Regions from separate parts of the Mus musculus genome. Here regions 2, 3, 4 and 5 are each linked to region 1. The links are chromatin contacts, called in public Hi-C, HiChIP or PLAC-seq, Micro-C and promoter capture Hi-C maps. All regions are on one chromosome and are shown on one strand. The core of a region is the stretch at or near the end of the contact, and the rest is flanking DNA. Distances in the headings are between cores, read along the strand shown.

Evidence for each region. Promoter capture Hi-C pulls out the DNA fragments that hold promoters and counts their contacts. A called contact is a pair of places that touch in the nucleus more often than the background predicts. HiChIP or PLAC-seq counts read pairs in DNA pulled down with a chosen protein or histone mark.
Region 2: a promoter capture Hi-C map of embryonic stem cells shows a contact between it and region 1, with 5 read pairs. The contact joins the promoter of Slc15a2 here to the promoter of Parp14 in region 1. A contact is called at or near these places in 6 of 39 promoter capture datasets (the 3T3-L1 cell line, cranial neural crest, embryonic stem cells and 2 more), 2 of 115 datasets of contacts at active chromatin or transcription factors (embryonic stem cells and large pre-B cells) and 1 of 9 other capture datasets (embryonic stem cells).
Region 3: a Hi-C map of embryonic stem cells shows a contact between it and region 1, with 2.5 times the contacts expected there. The contact joins the enhancer-like site here to the promoter of Parp14 in region 1. A contact is called at or near these places in 3 of 39 promoter capture datasets (embryonic stem cells, hippocampal neurons and pre-B cells), 1 of 15 datasets of contacts at CTCF or cohesin (large pre-B cells), 1 of 484 Hi-C or Micro-C datasets (embryonic stem cells), 3 of 115 datasets of contacts at active chromatin or transcription factors (bone marrow-derived dendritic cells, large pre-B cells and stem cell-derived neural progenitor cells) and 1 of 9 other capture datasets (liver).
Region 4: a contact with region 1 is called in an H3K4me3 HiChIP or PLAC-seq map of pro-B cells, with 5 times the contacts expected there. The contact joins the promoter of Ildr1 here to the promoter of Parp14 in region 1. A contact is called at or near these places in 4 of 39 promoter capture datasets (hippocampal neurons, neural stem cells, pre-B cells and 1 more), 4 of 115 datasets of contacts at active chromatin or transcription factors (bone marrow-derived dendritic cells, embryonic stem cells, large pre-B cells and 1 more) and 1 of 9 other capture datasets (embryonic stem cells).
Region 5: a contact with region 1 is called in a Micro-C map of embryonic stem cells, with 2.4 times the contacts expected there. The contact joins the promoter of Adcy5 here to the promoter of Parp14 in region 1. A contact is called at or near these places in 1 of 39 promoter capture datasets (hippocampal neurons) and 2 of 484 Hi-C or Micro-C datasets (both in embryonic stem cells).

Annotation. Positions count from the first base shown.
Region 1 is chr16:35,869,480-35,873,004 of GRCm38.p6, reverse strand. It overlaps Parp14 (poly (ADP-ribose) polymerase family, member 14), which reads left to right and starts at 1,623. Exons shown (of 17, transcript NM_001039530.3): 1 at 1,623-1,838. The coding sequence starts at 1,652.
Region 2 is chr16:36,783,318-36,786,842 of GRCm38.p6, reverse strand. It overlaps Slc15a2 (solute carrier family 15 (H+/peptide transporter), member 2), which reads left to right and starts at 1,881. Exons shown (of 22, transcript NM_021301.3): 1 at 1,881-2,188. The coding sequence starts at 2,051.
Region 3 is chr16:36,720,653-36,724,177 of GRCm38.p6, reverse strand. It overlaps Ildr1 (immunoglobulin-like domain containing receptor 1), which reads right to left. Exons shown (of 8, transcript NM_001285788.1): 6 at 2,509-2,640; 7 at 1,499-2,295. Among named protein-coding and RNA genes, the nearest start is that of Ildr1, 28 kb to the right of the region's middle. Within about 2 kb of position 1,962, at least 20 of the 459 cell types and tissues checked have an H3K27ac peak or open chromatin away from gene starts, as enhancers often do. A contact at or near this core is called in embryonic stem cells, where this site is marked.
Region 4 is chr16:36,692,267-36,695,791 of GRCm38.p6, reverse strand. It overlaps Ildr1 (immunoglobulin-like domain containing receptor 1), which reads right to left and starts at 1,814. Exons shown (of 8, transcript NM_001285788.1): 1 at 1,578-1,814. The coding sequence starts at 1,632.
Region 5 is chr16:35,153,263-35,156,787 of GRCm38.p6, reverse strand. It overlaps Adcy5 (adenylate cyclase 5), which reads right to left and starts at 1,924. Exons shown (of 21, transcript NM_001012765.5): 1 at 1-1,924. The coding sequence starts at 689.

The DNA of each region.
Region 1 (3,525 bases), core at 374-2,873:
ATGTCCTGGCTGACACCACCAATATCTCCCACATCCCTCTTTGTACCAACATTTGCCCATATCGAGAACTTTTCTGTTTTCAAAAATATTTAACTCCAAGAAACAAAATATCAACTTTCTGAGCCCAAACCCCCATCCCTCACCCGGCTGCTTGACTCCTGGGTCTTCCTGTCCATTCAAAGTTTTGGAAAGATCTGGGAAAAAAAAAATTGCCAGGCGGTGGTGGCACATGCCTTTAATCCCAGCACCACTGGGAGGCAGAGGCAGTTCGAGGCCAGCCTGGTCTACAAAGTGAGTTCCAGGACAGCCAGGGCTATACAGAGAAACCCTGTCTAGAAAAAAAAAAAAAAAAGGGGGGGGGGAGGGGGGAAGCTCTGAGTGCTGCCTCGGCTTCCTTCCTTTTTTTCAGACCTCGGTCCTCTTCAGACTCCCCATCGTCCCTGTTCTCCATCAGATAGTGTTACCAGGGGCCCCGAGGGGGTCACCATACTCTAGCCCTGGACCGGCAAAGCCTGCTTTAATGCGTATCCCAAATATTCGCTCATCACGCGTTAAGGATATACAGATTCCCAGTCTCTTCTTATCCCGGTCACAGTAGGCGCACCTCACTCCTGTTGCTTGGACCACTCCTGGATGAACTGTTCATATCTTTCGGCCAATCTTGTCTCCAAAGGCAGCTTAGAGGCCATCACGTTCTTCCTAGGAGGGGGAATGGGGGAGGCGGGTGTCGGAGCCCCAAGAGCCCTAGACCAGTAGCGGGACCAGAGCCCTCTCCTGAGCACCCAGGTCAGCCTGGCTTTCTCTCACTCCTGTCGAACTCAGCCACCATGCAGCAGCCTAAGTTATTTTGTGTAAGTGAACCACAAAGCCCCAGAGACCCACCATCTAAGGTCATTTCTTAGTAGTTCTTAGGCTCTCGGGTAGCACGTCCCTTGCCCAGAAGTGCTACCTGATCTTTCCATAATTGGGCTGGGAGCCCATGCTCTTCTGCTCCAACACCTGTGTATTTCTCCCTAGAGTTGTCGACCGTCTCCTGTGTCCCCATACCTGTGTCCCTCCGTTGAACACCCAGAAAGCATGGACGCCAGCACGCGTTCCTCAATACTGGGAGTTTGTAAACACAAAGTATGCACAGATGAGAAAACAGAATTCTGAAGCAGGAAAGTCAGGTCAGATGCCCTCGGGTGGTCCCCCAAGTGAGCAGGGAGCATCCTGAGAGGATCGTTTTCCTTCTCTTATACAGCGTGGGTTTTCAGGTATGCAGAAACTATCCTAGTGATGGAGCAGGGCTCAGCTGTAGCTCAGGTGGAGTGCGGGCGGGGCCCAGCTCTGGAGCTGCTAAGGAGGTGGCCTGGAGGCTAGAGCTCGGGTGGAGGATTGACTGGCTTCTGTTGAGAGCAGGAGAACAAAGTGCCTGGGGGTGGGTGGGTGGTAGCTCTGTGTGTGTGTGTGTGTGTGTGTGTGTTGTTGTTGTTGTTGTTGTTGTTGTTGTTGTTGTTGCACTATTCCAATCCTGGGATAGCGAGGTGAAGATAGAAACTAAGGACGGGGAGGGATTTCCAGGAAATGAAAGCGAAAGAAGTTATCTCAATGTTAAAACTCTGAGCAGTTTTGGACGACCCAGCAGTCGCCGCTTCCTAGTTCAGTCAGGATGGCAGCGTCGGGTTCCTTCCCGCTGCTGGTCGAGGGCTCTTGGGGCCCCGACCCCCCAAAGAACTTGATCAACAAGTTGCAAGTGTACTTCCAGAGCCGGAAGAAATCCGGAGGAGGGGAGTGCGAGGTCGTCCCGGAGCCGGGGAACCCAGCACGCTTCCGGGTGCTCTTCTCCCCGGAGGATGGTGAGGGGCGCGAAGGTCGGGGAGGGTCGCCTCGCGCGGGGTTTGGGACCATGGGTGCCAGGTCTAGCCCTCGGCTGCAGCTCGTTCGGTGCGGGAGATCCTGGAGGCAGAATCTGCGTGGCGAGCGCAACCGGGAGTGGCGTTCCCCTTGCTTTCCCAGTCGCTCCCTGAAGCAATCTGTGGACCTTCCCGTGTTCGTTTGTTTGTTGTTTGGTTGTGAGCCTAGCCTTTCACGGCTGAGCCATCTCTCCAGCCCTTGTTTGTTGTTTTAACTGTCCTGTTTTTATTATTCAGGTGGGGCAGGAAAAGAATTAAGAAACGGGAGGAGTCCAGGGTCCGCTAGCACCGCAGGGTTCTTAGGGAGATGAGCTTGAGAAGTGAAAAGCCCTAGAGCTCTTGTGCCTCAGTGGAGGAGGGAGGGACAGGGCAGGGGTGGGTAATGGGTGGTGGTGTCTTGTTCCTACCTCGTCCTTCAGCCCCAAGATGATCTGAGGTGGCTGTAAGCTTGGAACCCAGGTTGGGATAGGGACTGGGGGTGTTCCCTCATCTCTGGAAGGTTCCTGAACAGTTAAGCAGTTGAATGTTCCCCACCTCTATTGGCCTTCTGCAAAGGAGGCCCAGCCTTCATTTCTCGCTCAGGTGGGTGAATGGAAGTCCCAGATCTGTGACTTCTGGAAAGCCACCATGTGTTAATATCAGAGATTTTGCAGACCAGGGTCATCCTCAGAGTGCAGGATGGAGGGAACATTTGGGCCAGAGGAGAGGAAAGGAGGCTGAGGAGACCGGGCAGTGGGCAAGGTAACAGCCCAGCAAAGACCCAAGAAGGAAAAAAAAAAAAAAAAATGAAAACAAGAGAAAGGTGTAACACAGGGTTTCAGGAAGCCTGGGTAGGAGGGCACAAGAGACCTGCTTAGCTCTGATCCCTTCCGGAAAACACAGGTTTGATTTCACAAGGGAGCCCTCAATGGGCAGCTAGCTAGTAAAGTGAGAATCTCATTTTTCACTTTTCCTAGATCAGTGATTCTCAACCTTCCTAATGCTGCAGACCTTTAACACAGTTCCTCAGGTTGAGGTGACCCCAACCACAAAATTATTTTTGTTGCTACTTCATAACTGTAATTTTGCTTACTATTATGAACCAGAACCTAATCCCCAGGAAAAGATCATTAGATCCTAAGGGGTTGTGACCCACAGGTTGAGAACCACAGTAGAGGGGTCCCAGTTTGATTCCAGCTGTCAGTATCCCAGCAGACATGACCCGTATGGAGAGCGCTTTTCTCTAGAATGTCACTGTCCTCAAATGAGGGTCACATGGTAGGGGTGCAGATTACTGGCATCCTGGTCACAGAGAGGTCGGGGTAACTAGACATCTCCAGCTCCACCCTAGACACTGTAGTACAGTGAGTGTCGACTGAATAAGGATTGTGTACCACCAGCCCTCTGACGAGACCCGAACATGCTAAACATTAAAAAAAATCTGTTGTTTATCTAGACCATCAAACCAACAAAACAGAGGGACTGAGAGACTATCTAAGATATTGGTACTATACTGAAATACACAGCACGGAAAAATAATTGTGATAATACAATTCCAGTTTTAGCCTTTACAGCAGACCCCGGGGCTGGCCAGGTGACTCCGCCCTGAAGGGCTGGGCTCACAATGAAATTCACCAGTCGCAGGATCTCT
Region 2 (3,525 bases), core at 632-3,131, 910 kb before region 1:
CTGGCTGTGCATATGGGTGCTACTTCATCTGTTCTTCTGAAGTAAACACCGTCTAGAAGTTCAAGGCCAAGGCAAGGGAAACCGGTAACTTAATAAGTCGACACTACGCTCGTGCCTCTACTAGGTAACCTGACCAGAAAGTTCTGCCTATTTTAGATTCAGTATTTAACTGAGTTAGGTCAGGAAAGGCAATATTTCCTAAAAGAACAACTACAGATTAATCATTAATGCTCCAGGCAGAAGTAAAACGGGATTATTCTTTGGGTAAAGGTTGGTGGAAGAGAAAATAGATGAAAACTACAATAGAACCTGAGAGAACCTGGTCAAAGTCCAAGTTAAAGTTTAGGGGGGGAAAGGTTCATTTGTTGAAAAGTCATTCAAACGGATAATGTACGAATTTTGCAAGAAATAAGGCCATAGAGTTTTCTATCCTGTTCCCCCTACTTCTCATTTTACTATTTTCTTAGTTAACATAGAAAATAATGCATTTTTAAAAAATTTCATATATGTATGAATTTTAATTTGCTCATATTCCTTCCCCTACATTGTCCTCTTTTCCTTGTTCTTCGTTCTCAGTTTCCTCTCTTGCATTCGCCAATGAAATCACTCATCTTGACATTGCCTGACTTGGTGGGTTAGTGCTCAGGGTGTAACCCCAAGGTGCAGAAAATGTCCTTTGTAGCCTTTGGCAATATCTCCCCCTTTCTTTTGTGCTTCTCTTACCTCTTTGGATTAGCAAAAGTAACACACCAAGGGGAGAAAGAAGGAAATGCAAGGAGACTGTGTTCATTCAGACCGCGTGACGCGCATGTGTGGAAATGTCACAGTGAAAGCCAATGCTTTTACATCAGTGATATATAGTACTACACTTTCAATTTTATATACATTCAATTCAATGTAGGGTATAATGTATCTATTGTCACAATGTGTATTCCAATTGCTTGTCTGACAAGGGACTGAGTATAGTATTCTAGCGTCGGAATAAAATCCACTGAAAGTTAAGAACATTTAATGCTTGCAATAATACCTAGAAAGCAACTGGTTCATAATTTTTTGCACATGTTAAATTTTATTTCTTAATGAATGAATGAACTGATTTTTGAAGAGATAAATTGAAAATACAGAAAGCGACTTTAGCAAGGGCCATTACCAACTCTTCTTTTCCCTGTCATTTTCTTTAACCTTGTATTTTTTACTTACAGGATTTTCTAGCTGAATGCTATGATGTTGAAAACCTAAGCCCGGATCATTCTTATTCTCAGATTCAGTTCTGTGATGACTTTCCTTCTTGTTCACAGCATTTTGACTTCCTAGCCTCCCTGCGTTTCCACTTCTGTGGCTTCCATACCTGCACGACTGACTGCTGATACCTGTCTCTGCTTTTCCTATCTGTTTCTGCATAGTGAAAATTCCAGATCTGCCACTTTACTGGCCCTGTGATTTTTAGATAAGTTTCCTGATTTCTTGGAACAATAATTGTGGTATAATAAAGATAGCAGTAAAATGTATGAAAACCAAAGGTATGCATGCATACATATATGAATAACGCATATACATTAACATGGCACATAATAAGTGCCCAATAATGGCAGATATTATTAATCTGAAATCAGCCTTCTGTGTTTACACTGTTGTATTCTTCCCGCCCCCACCCCCACATGCCATTAGAAATCAGATTCAGGACCTGCAGGGCATAATGTTCTACCACTGAGCTGTATGCCTAGCCAAGATGCTGCATTCTTGAGTACTATCTAGTCCTCATTTGCAGAGGTATTTTTCTCAAACAGATAACCCTAATCGATTCTCTAGCACTGTTTCTTCTCATCTCGTGACTTGTGACGTGTTGTTCTTACTTCCCCATGCCTTACCTTTGGCACAATCAGCGTGCAGCCCCTCTCTTTTCCTATAGCTTCAAGTTCTGCTCTAAGGCAGGCAGCCACTGAAACTGACACCCACAGGGTTAAACCTATTTGCTGTAGCTATCCCTCCTCCCCCTAGTCCCCCTTTTCACTGTAGGCTGGCAGCAGTCCTAGCTGCCTACTGAAGCCAAATGCTTGAGGAGAGAGAGAGTAAGGAGCCAGCCATGAATCCTTTCCAGAAAAATGAGTCCAAGGAAACGCTCTTTTCACCTGTCTCTACTGAAGAGATGCTGCCTGGACCTCCAAGCCCTCCAAAGAAGTCAACTCCGGTGAGTCCCAAAGTTCGGTTTGTCTCTGACAGTAATAGCATACGGAAGTCTTTTGAAGTTTCTCGTTGGCTGTTGGAACTTTGTGCTGAACTGTATTAGAGCAGAAAAACTACTGCTTTCATGGAATTAGAATTCACCTGAAAATTAATTCTAGACTCTTCTGTTTTGGGAAGGAAGCAACAGGGTGGGTTAGCCAGATTTTTTTTTTCAGTTGGGCCCCAGAGTTTTGCTCTGTTTCATTGCATATTCCCTGGGGGAGAAAAAGCACTTTGAATGTCCAGGGAGACTTGGCAAGCATTCCTGTCTGGAGAACTGTGTGTGATTGTTCTTTCCTTACCAATACCAAAACTCAGCCTTTAGTTTCCCTTGTGTGCAGAGCCTTCTTTTTTTGGACACCAAAAAAGCTTTAGAATAGACCCACTCTCTGTTACTAAGTGTCCCTACTTTAAAGTGGGAGGTTGGATAGAGGAACAAAGAATAATATTTTGTATTTCGTACTCGTTAAAGCACTTCCGATTGTATCGCCTTGTTCGATTCTCATATCATATTAAAATCCTCTTTGTAGAAAGGCTACAGTAATAATAACCAATTATTTGCTGAGTTCTTAGTATCAACCATGAGGTCAGTATGATTCTGATTTCCTTGAAGTAACAGAAATGAAACACAGAGCGGAGTACTGGTGTCACTTCAGTAAGGATTGCATGTTAATCCAATCAGTGAGAGTGTATGCCGCTAATGTTAAATAAACTCTATGTTACATAGTTCTCAGGATGAGAGCTGCAAAGGTAATAATTTCAACTCAGTGCATCTTTCAATCAAGTTGTTATCATGCAGTAACATGTATATAGAAAGGTGATTTATTCATATCCACATGGGTAAAAGGCAGACTAAGTTTTTTATATATAGTTTATCATATCTTGTTAAGGGTGGTTAGAGAGGTACATACCTGTGAAATAAGAGGTAATATAAATCTCATGTTAATGTTTGAATGTCTCAAAGGATAGATGATCTTTGTCCCCTTTCCACGTTAGTGGCGCTATTGTGTAGAAAGAGATTTAAAATAAAATGTGATATTTACTATTTTACATAATGCATGAAATAGCACAGTTACTCTTATGTACAGCTTGAAAATGAAAACCTTGTTGCTGGAGAGATGGCTCAGCAGTTGAGAGCACTTGCTGTTCTTTCAAAAGACCAGAGTTTGGCTCCTGGTTCCCAAGTCAGACAGCTCACAACAACCTATAACTCCAGCTCTAGGAGATCCAACATCTTTTTCTGGTCTCTGCAGGTACCCACATACTTAGGCTCTCACATATACAAACACATATGTACATAAA
Region 3 (3,525 bases), core at 713-3,212, 850 kb before region 1:
GTATTTGATGAAGTATTTTAATGAATCTTTTTGTTCTTTTAATGAGAGGACCAGAGAAACCACAAGTGACACGTAGACAAAAGTCACCATCTAGTGGCCTAACTGCACAGTGTTGAAAATGTCAAGCTCCAGTGCTTTCAGAAACCTGTGCAGGAAGCACTTGGCGCCATCACCGAGCCTCTTCATAACAGTAAAGCTATAAAGGCAACAAGCTACACCCTTCAAATGAACTAATCTGCAAACTCAGCTTTGGTCCTGGGCCTATGGGCAGTATCAGACTATAAAAAGAAGGTTTAATGCAATTCAGTGATATATCTAGAAACCAGACTCAGACCCCAGTCAATGGGGGATTTTAAAATTATTTTAGACAAAATCTTTCAAAGACAACTTTATAAATGAAAATGGTAGTAGAATGACTTCTTGTGCACATCTTGATGATTTTAAAAAAAAAGTACTGATGCTCGGGAAAATTTAGGAAGCCGTAGTCACTAGAAAGTGTTATGGATCTCAACTTCTGTCTAAGGAAACTGTGGGTTACCAAAAAGGCTTGAGAACCAGAGGACTGTGTTCAAACACGGGCTTCTTTTTCTATTGCTCTGTGCTTTGCCCTTGTTCTTCAACCTTTCTGAGCCTTGTGAGGACCAAATGAATCAGGACTGGCTCAGTGTCTAGAGCGTGTCTTGTACCCTTCCCTTAGATTCTAAGGCTTAGAAGGGCTGCATACTTTAACTGGAGGGAAATAAAGAAAAGGGAAAAAAAGTAACTTAGAGGAAAGTGGGGCTCAGATGTTGAGCCAAAAACTTGAAAATCATATATTTTTTTCTGCTAAAAAGAAGAGGCATACTTAGTCACTACATGAGAAAGGGGGGGAGAGAGGGGCAGGGGTACTGTAGACATGTATCCTCCAGTGTTTCCCCTTTAGAGTGCTAAATAATGACTGGCATCTTCAAGGTTCACAGCACTCTAAAGTTTTACTCATTAAGTGGGATGCCCAGGTCTGTTTTCATTAGTCTGATGAGCCTTCCCCGGCACACCAGGAAGCCCTCATCCTCTCACACAGCACAGTTGCTGCTCACTTAAACATTCACAACTCCTCTTGCCTGTTTCTAACTGGGCCTGTGAGAAAAAAGGTTGCCAAGTCAACATCCAGTCCTGCAGCTGAGACCGGAGGACCAGCTCCCCACCACGGGGTTGGGGGTGGGGTGCTTAGTCATTCTGAGCCTTAGTTCTTTACTGTCCTTACCAGCAGAGCCCTCCTGACCTGCCTCCAAGGGCAGAGAACATGGCTAAAGTCACACACGCTGGGGCAGAGAAGATCCAGTGCAAGCTCTGGGCCTCTTCTGTACCCTGCACTGACTAGGCCCTTTCATTCTAAGAAAAAGTAGTACCTCAGCCTGCCGGGACAGTTATGCAGGACTAGGAAAACCCTGCTGGGCCTGTGTCAGCTGAGGAGCCTCTCTGATCCTGCCCGACCCTCCACAGGATGCCCCAGGCTCACCAAGCGCCTCTCCACATTCCCTTTTTTCCTGTTGTTCTTGCCTGGAGTCACATCCAGTGAGCGGTAGCTGGGCGGCTTCTCCTCAGGCCAGTTTGGAGACTGTGAGCGGCGGCGGCGGTGATGGTGACGTCGCTGGGCACCCCAGTTCCTGGGCAGCGACTCTTTCTCCTCTTCAGAGCTCCAAGAGCTGGGGCCCGAGGGTAGAGGAGGCGAGTAGCTGCGATGCCTGCGTCTCTCACGTCTCTGGGCGCCTTCCCTGGGCTCTGGTCGTCTGGGGGGCCAAGGAGCCTCACTGGATGAGGGACATTCGCTCAGGCTGTCCCAGTCTGACCAAGGCATGGATGACTCGCTGGGCCTAGAGCGGTGGTGTCTCCCACTCCAATGGGGGTCCAGCTCCCCTCTCCCCGGGGCCCAGGGTCTCATCCCCTGGTCCTGGAGCTCTCGGAGGAAATCGGAGTGATGGCGCTGCCTCGGGCGCTCACTCAGATCGCAGTGTCTGGAAGAAACAGCATTGAGCCGCTGCTGGTGTGAGGGGTTGCTGGTCCTGGAGGACGGTGGGTCTCTGATTAGTGGGGGCAGGTGGATGACTCTGCGTTCCACAACCTCTGCGGAGCCCAGGGAGGAGAGCATGCTGCAAGGGTGGCCAGATTTGGCTCTGAGATCCGCAGGCAGAGGTTGGGCTGGGTTGAGGTTCCGCAATTCTTTCTCCAAATATTCCAGGACACCATTAGCCACCGGAGGGTGAGCAGCCATCTGGGTCATTGGCATCTGTGGAAGGCTGGACTGTAAGGACAGATCTGAATGGAAACAAGGATGGAGCACACTGAACTGCTGGTCCCAAATACCCTCCTAGGAACCAGGGCATCAAAATGTCACGTTAGTAAGCAGGATTGCACTCCCTCCCACCCTCCATCGAAAGACACCCGGTTAGTGCGCATGCTTCTTGGCAGACGGCACCTCTGCCCTCACCCTCTGCCCTCCCCGTCCCATGACTTTCTGGCAAAGTTTACCTCGCTGCAGCAGCGGGTTCATTGCATAAGATGAAACTTGGGAGCTCCTGTCCGCCCCCCAGTACAGGGGTTTTTCCATCATCTGAGGACCTAGGGCCTGAACCTGCTTCATGTAGCGGTGGCGGGCCAGGGCTGCAAGGGAAGAAGGAGAAACGCAGACCCTTAGCCAGCCGGAGTCCCACACCTCCTACTTGGTCTGTGCTTCCAGCTTCTCGCCTTGGAGCCCGTTCTTACCTATCTTGCAGGGAAACAAGAGTTTAGGGGCTGTATCTTTAGCAAGGAGCTGTGTTTCCTTGTTATAGACCCCATCTCTCACACCCCAGGAAAGTTTACTTTAAAACTTTAAAACAACAACAACATTCTAGCCTCAAAACATGTCCTCATGTTACTAGCTCTCCACATCACCCAAAGGGCATAGGCTGTCAATCAAACTTCAGGTCACACAGAAATACCCCACATAGTAAGGCTTAGAGGAGGCTATGAACCAGCCTGGCAGCTCTTGAGCCTGCAGGGCAAACTCAGGGCCATCTGTTCTGAGGGGATGAACACAACTGTGGTGTATCCCTTAAGCATGTTTCTAACTGGAATACCAGCCCCGGGTGGGGGAAAAACAAAACAAAACAAAACAAAACAAAAAAACAAAAAAACAAACCAACCAACCAACCAAACAAACAAAAAAACCTCATGGGACGAGGGCCAGAGACACACAAAGCTGAAGTGAGTTAAAGCGGATCCTTTCTATTCTTCTCCTTAACTAGCTGCTGGGGTTCCCCCCAGTTAGGGGTGGGCCAGGCAAATAACAGGGCAATACTCCCTTCCTGGGGGGACGGGCCAAAAAAGCAGCACAAAGGGTCTCTGCAATGTCATTTCAGTCCCCTAGGTGCAGCTGTGCTGAAGCACACAATCTGCAGAGAATGCAATTAAAATTTTGCTCTTGGTCCTGAGTTTCCATTTTGAAACTCAGGTGATTGTGGCTAAGTACCATTTGACTCCCAAAGACTCTGCCTAGCCACGAGT
Region 4 (3,525 bases), core at 565-3,064, 820 kb before region 1:
CAGAGACTTGGAGCCATGCTTTTTACAGTTAGTGTGTTGGATACTCTAGTATATATTTGGCTATAGTGGCTGTATTTTTTTAATGCCCATTGAAAATGTTCAAACAAACAAAAACAAAAAAACTGGGCAGTTTAAAATATTTAGGGCACCAGGGTTTATACCCTGACAGGTTCTTCATCTGCAGGCATTCTTGTTCTGTCTAGAAGACTGACTGCTCCATCAGAAGACCCAGGTTGGGAAACATGATGTCAGGGGCTGATGGAAGCAGACCTCTATTTTCCTAAGGCAGCTCAAACAGGAATTTTGTCCCCAGCTGCCACAGACTTGGAGAAGAAAAATTCAACATACTGGAGAAAAGACTGTAGATAACTCCAGAATTCTTACAAATTTGCACTTAGGGTCTAAGTTGGTTAACTATTCTGGTGGTGTTTGAGTACCTAAAGCCTAACGAGGCTACACATGCTTCCTGTCCACTGTGTACGTTCAGCATCTAGTTGTTAGCTTTAGACATCTTATAAAGCCTCCGTCTGGCCAAACAAGTTGAAAGCCAGCCTGCCACAGGAATGCTGCCTTTTCTCGGTTCCCTACCCTTTTGCAACCCTCCCTCCTTTTATTCCCAACATTAAGCTCTGGTAGACTCTAGTTTCCGTGAGATTTGATTACATCTGAGCAACTCTCTAGCTCATAGAAAGGGCATTCTGCCTCCATTTTCATATTACATCTGCCTGGACGAACCATTGAAGCTTCCAATTGGTCGGCGAGCAAACTGATATTCCCAAAGGGGAGCAAGTGGGAAGTGAGTCGGAATAAAACTGGGTGGACCGTCCAAAGGAAATGAAAATTCTTGTTTGCAGAGTCACAGCTACAGGCTAATGTGAACAGAGCCCAGAGAGCCTTCCCTTCTCTCTCCTTTCCTATTCGGCCTCACTCACAGACAAGACCTTTTGCCCTGTTTCCAAGAGGTACCTTAAGACATTCAGATTCTGAGTGAGACCCTTAGTGTGGAGGTAGAAAGAAAGGTGCAGGGCAGCCGGACGGGCTGATAAAGAGGAGGTGGACGCAAAAAGGAGGAAAATATCAAATGACAGGTACTAGCGGATGGCCTGTAAGAGACTCAAATTTATGCCCAACACTCCTTCATACACTACCGACGCAATCTAACTTGTCAGGAAAGAATAAATGTACTCTGGGCCAAAATGGTTGTCGTCGCATCTACACTCTGAAAGCAAGTTTGACACGGGGTAAAGGACAGGGAAAGGGGTATTAAGAAGTTGAAGAATGGTGATTTCGCCTGTATAGATTCGGTTTTAGGCATCAAGCATCTAACAACACCTGTTGGGGCGTAAATCCAAAGGCTGGGGTTTCTTTTTGATTGCATGTTTCCGAAGGCCCTGGGCTAATAAAGGAAGAAAACAACAGGTTCCCACTGGCCGACTCTCGATCCGGCCCCTGCACCTCCCGGTGCCAGGAGCTACCCAAGTGCACCGCCCCGCGGGTGGCCGGCTCTGCAGGGCCAGGCAAATGGCTTCCTGTCTCGTGTGGCCCCGGATGGGACTCCCCCTTTTTTCAGGGCTCACCTGCTGGGAGCCAGGTGAAGAGGAGCAGGCCAGCAGCGAGCAATCCGCAGCCCATGCTGGCCCCCTCGCTGGCTACAGAGGCTCAAGGGCCCCGGAGAGGCGAGTCTTTCTTCATCAGCCGCCGGCCAGGACACGCATCTCCGAGGAGCCCGTAGGTCGAACTATGCGACGGGAGCGTCCCCTCTGGCCCCCACAGGTACGGCCCAGCCCACCGGTACCTGAGGCTCTCTGAGCTCCGCCCCAGCCCAGGGCTGTCTCGGTTTCCTGCTCCGCCCCGGCTTGGGGACCGCAAGCCTCCGCCCTACCTGTCACAGGCTGCCAGGTGACCCATCTCCGCAGGAAACAGAGCCTCTAGCCGTCTCCGTCTGCGCGCGCGGAGGAACTTGTCACTGGCTCCCCTAATTTCTAAGTCACCCTCACCCCTTGCAATTCTTTCCTGGTTCTAGAATTACGTGGCTGCAACTTCTTAGGGAGTAGTATTTCTCGTTGATGCACCTCTCTGTCTCTCTGTCTCTCTCTGTCTCTCTGTCTCTCTCTCCCTCCCCCTCTGTCTCTCTCTCTCTCTCTCTCCCCCTCCCTTTCACACACACACACACACACACACACACACACACACACACACACACACACTGAAAATACACTTCTGTACACTTCTGATGTTTATACCTAATGTCTTCTTGTCTTTCTTTATTCAAACTAAAGATTCTAAAAAGTAGAGCAGGAACCAGAGACCGCAAATTTATTTTTCCACGCTTATAAAATGAACACATGCTCACAGGAAAATAGGGAAAGTGTAATGGAGAAAGAAAGACCCTCTCTCACTGTACATAGATTCGGTTAGTGGTGATGTATTTTTTCCTTAGGTTTTCCACCCATCTTTCCTCGTAGCTCAGCAACCATGCACAGATCTCAGATAGCTCAAGACCAAGGTTTAGACCTTTGACCCAGTGAGGACAACTAGTTCTCTTAGCCACCATACCCAGTCTTTAGTGTTCCTTGGCAGGAAGTGAGTAGGGCCATGGGAATTTATAACTACTAAAAGAAAGGGGAGAAAGGCAAAGTGGCCTTATCAAACCAATCAAGACATTAACTTGGAAAGTCACGCATATTCTGGGCAATGTAAATAGATAGCAAGGCAGTTTACACACTCTTTCCTTATAGGGATTTTCATTGTCTGCTATATTCTCCTGTAAGAAGATTGTTCCTCCTTTCACCTCTCCCACCTCCAGCCTCCCCTGCCCATCACCTGCTTCAAGAATAGCATTATAAAGTGCTATTAAACAGAGCTCAGGAGGCCTCCACCCTGGTCACTGAACAGGATGCAGCTATTATTTCTCAAGAGCACCTACCTCTCTTGTCTTGCTAGGCTTTCAAGGACACTCTCTTCACTGTTGCTGCTAGTGTTCTCTATCCCCTTCCTAGCCAATGAAGCAGGCTTGTCCTAGATCTGTAGAAACACACACACACACACACACACACACACACACACACACACACACACACACACGCTTCTGGGTTAGTCCTCTGGTCCCCTCAATGGGCCTCTTCACTTTAAATATTTTTCCTATAGTCTCTTTACTTCCAGAAAATAGGAAGTAAATTCAGGAAGTATGTGGCCAAAGGCAGGTTATGAAGAGTGTGTAGGAGCCACTCTGGCTCTTTCAGGGTAGAAAACATCATGGCAGCAGGAGGAGGCATTACTTTGCAGGGTGTGTGGGGGGGGGTGTGGGGGTCTTGTTCCATACTCTCCAGAGACCCTGCATATGTTCCTAGGAACACTAGTCATGTCAGATGTCTGTGACAGGAAGGGATTTAGGGATTGTGTGGCTTCTGGGTTTTGGCACTGTCCTCAGTAATTTTCAACCCCAGTCTAAAGTACTCTAGTTCTCCTCTTAGCTCACCTACCTCCTAAACCTCTCAGGCCTTACTTTGGTAGAAGGACATTTTA
Region 5 (3,525 bases), core at 675-3,174, 720 kb after region 1:
AGACGCTCCAGTTTGTCCGACGGGAACTTCTTAGAGCGGAATATCTGCAGCAAGGCCAGGCAGCAGGCGCCCAACGACAGCACCGCGCCGGTCCCAGAGCCTGACGCCACAGAACTGCCTCCATCCTCCGACCCGTCTCCATCCTCGACGATGCCAGTCCCGGGCTCCAGCTCCTCGGCCGCTCGGCCTTTTCCTCGACGCTCCTCCAGGCCCAGCTCCACCGAGCGGGGGCGCACCTCTGTGCCACCTGCGGCCGCTGCGGCCGCCGCCGAACTGCCGCTGCCGCCCGCAGGGGGCGCCCGGGTGCTGCCCCCTCCAGCCGCGCCCCGCCGCTGCCGCCTGCTGCCGCGACCGCCGTCGTCGCCACCGCGCTCCTGCCAGGCGGACTTAGAGCGGAAGCTGAAGCCGAAGCCCCCAGCCAGAGGGTCATCACCGCTTAGTGGAGGGTCTTCGTCGTCATCGCCACCGCGCCAACGGCTGGCCAGGCGCTGCTGCTGTTGTGGGGTCACCGCTCCCCCAGATCTCTTGGTGGAGCCGCGGGTTGATCCCCCGGGGGCGTGGGGGTAGCCATTGGCGCGGGAATCGGCTTCTCCCCAAGCGGCGCGATGCTCCGGGCCTCCCCGGGGCGCTGGCGACGCCGCTGTCTGTGCAGCGTAGCCCGGGGGGCTCACGCTTTTGGAGCCGGACATCCCCCCCTCGGCCTCGTCGTCTTCTTCCTCTTCCCCCGGGGGCCGGGCCGGGGGTCTCCAAGGAGAGGGCGGACAGCCAAGCAGGGGGACCAGGCTAGGGTCACACGTCGAGGGAGGCCCGGGGCCCTGCGCAGCAGCGGGACATCGTGGCACCCCCGTCCTGAGCGGTGGAGGACAACGGGAAGGCTAGCGGGGAGACAGCGCAGCCCCGAGGTGAGAAGTAGCTACGAATTAGAGTCCAGAGTCCCAGGTCCGAGACGGAGTTGGCTCCGAGCGGTGGCAGTGGGGACAGCTCTGACTGCTGCGCCGGACGCAGAGATGTCCGGACTCCTGGCTCGCGTCGAGCTCAGGCTGGGAGTTGAGGAGCAGGCGGGACGGAGAGGTGTCCTTGCGGGCGGCGCCTCTCCGAAGCTGGCAGTTCCCGGGCGCGGCGCTCGTGGCTTTTGCCTAAGCCGAGAGCAGCGACTCTCCCAGCAAGGTGGCGGCGAGGGCGGCTCGGCAGGGGTCCCGGCACGGAGACGCAGCGGGTGCCCTTTGCTCGCAGCGCACTGGGAGCGACTGGGAGGTGCAGGCTCCTGCCAGCATTATTTTCTTACGAGGGGTGGGGAGGTGGGATGGGGGGTGGAGAGGACGGGGGAGGGGGCGGCGGGCGGAGCAAGAGCTCCGGAGCCCCGGGGAGGAGGGTCCTGGAGCCCGGGGGGGCCGTCGCCCGCATCCCCCACCTCCGGAGGCGCGAGTGGGAGCGTGGCCCCCGCGAAAGGCGAACAGAGCCTCCGGCGTGCCCGCGCAGGGGGCGGGGGCGAGGACCGGCTCCTGCGGTGCGGCCCTTCCCCTCTCGTCTCCTCCTGTCCCCCAGACCCAGCAGGCCGGCCCGTTCCGGCAGGTCCCGAGGGTTGAGTCGCTAGCTCCGCAAGCCCTGGGTTCCTCGTTGCCGGCGGCTGGCCCACCGTAGCCGAGCGCAGAACCACTACGCGGAGGGCGGAATCCGGCGCAGCGCCGCCGCCGTTCTGCCCCAACGCAGGCGGGCTTCTCCCGGGGACCACGGCATCCAGCGATGGAGGGCTGCGGCTCAACAGCAGCCGGCCGATAAGGGCCGGCCGAAGAGCCGCGGCGCCCCGGGGGCGCTCCCGAGGGGCCCGAGGGAGCCCGGCTCCGGGCGCGCCATGCACGCCTCGGGCCCTGCGCCGCTCCGGCCGCTCGCGCCGCTCCTCCCTTCTCGCCCGCTCGCCGCCGCCGCCGCCGGAGCGCCCTCCGCATCCCCTCCTCCCGCCGCCTCCCCGCCCCCCGCGCCGCTCGGGCCTCGGCTCACAGCGGCGTGCGGCCGCCTCCGCCCTCTGCCCTGCCGCCGCCCGCGTCCTGGCCCCGGCACCCCGCGAACATACTCAAGCCGGGCCCGGGAGCCGCAGGGACCCCCGCTCCCCTTCCTCACCTATATTTTCACTGCGCCCCTCCCTCCCTGGTGCCTGGAGCCGGGTCAACGGGCGGATCCCTCGTCGGACCTGGGTAGCGGGCAATCCACCCCCGATCGGGTCCTGCGACCCCAGTCCTATCTCCCCTCTTTTTATTACCCTTTTCTCCCCCACCCCCATTCAGCCCAACTTCAGCTACGGTGCTGCTCCCCCCTTCTCTGGTCCGGCTCTATTGGCCGCTTCCAGAGCTGTCAGACTCGAGTCCGGCGCTCTTATTGGGCGATTCTGTGGCCCGGCGACGGTGCCAACGGAGGGCGCGCCGGGTGGGGGGCGCCCCGACCGCTACTGCCGCAGGGAACTGGAGACAGAGTCCCTAGAGAGGACGGAGGGACCCAGAGCCAGACCCGGAAATGAACTAGGGAGATGCAGAGACTGAGGATGTCTGGGGCACAGAAAGACAGCGATGGAAAAGATGGAGTTGCTAGCAGTGGGTGAGGCCGATGCAGCCAGGGTGGGGCGAGCAGGACCACTTTGGAGCATAGTTACTAAGAGGAAACACCACTGACAGCTGTGGGAACACCTGGCGTTTATAAGGAGCCCTTTGCCTGTTCATGTGTTTTAAATCCCATGTGGTTCTAGTAACAGCCATGGGCTCGGATGGGGGACAGGGCCTGTGTAGCTATTTCCTATTTGCAAATGTGGAAACTGAGGCTCTAAGAACTTAGCCAACTTGGAATACACCACACAGGTCTCCTAACCCACAATCCAAAGATCTTTTCTTCAGTGCTACGCTGGCTTCCACACCTACCCAGATGCTCCCACAGGCAAGCTAGTCTCCTTGCCAGTCAGGGAAGCAAAAATGACCCTTCTGGGAACTCCTGAATAAAGGCAAGGGTAGACAAGAGTAGACAGCTGAGTAGAAGATCTGGGTCTGTCTGCCTCTTCAGCTCCCTTGACCCCCTAAGCTGTCCTAACCGGAGTTCTGGCAGTTTTGCTTGGGGAGGGTGACTTGTATGCTGTCAGCCCCTTCATCCTTCTGCCGTCCTCCAAAGTTGACAAGAAGCCTAGAGGTCCACATCCTCCTCCACTGCTCATCTCCTTGGCAACTGAAGATAAACCTTGCCAGAGCTGCAAACCGGGAGGAGAGAAAAAAAGAATTCCAAGGGATCTGCGTAAACGGGATCTTGAGTAATCCTCCAGCCTTTGAGTAATCTATGGTTGGCTAAGTAGTAAAAGCAACACGAACCTAGCCAGCCAAACCCTATCGCGCTGGAAACTTGCAAAGCATTGTACCGGGCTGGATGCTACCAGGAAAAGACAGCAAACTGGGTCTGGAACTCGTGTAATCAGGGAGGGAGCAAAGCTGGCCAGCCCCTCTGGCTCAGCCACACTCACTAGGCAACAGGATTCCAAGAGCCTGTCAGTGT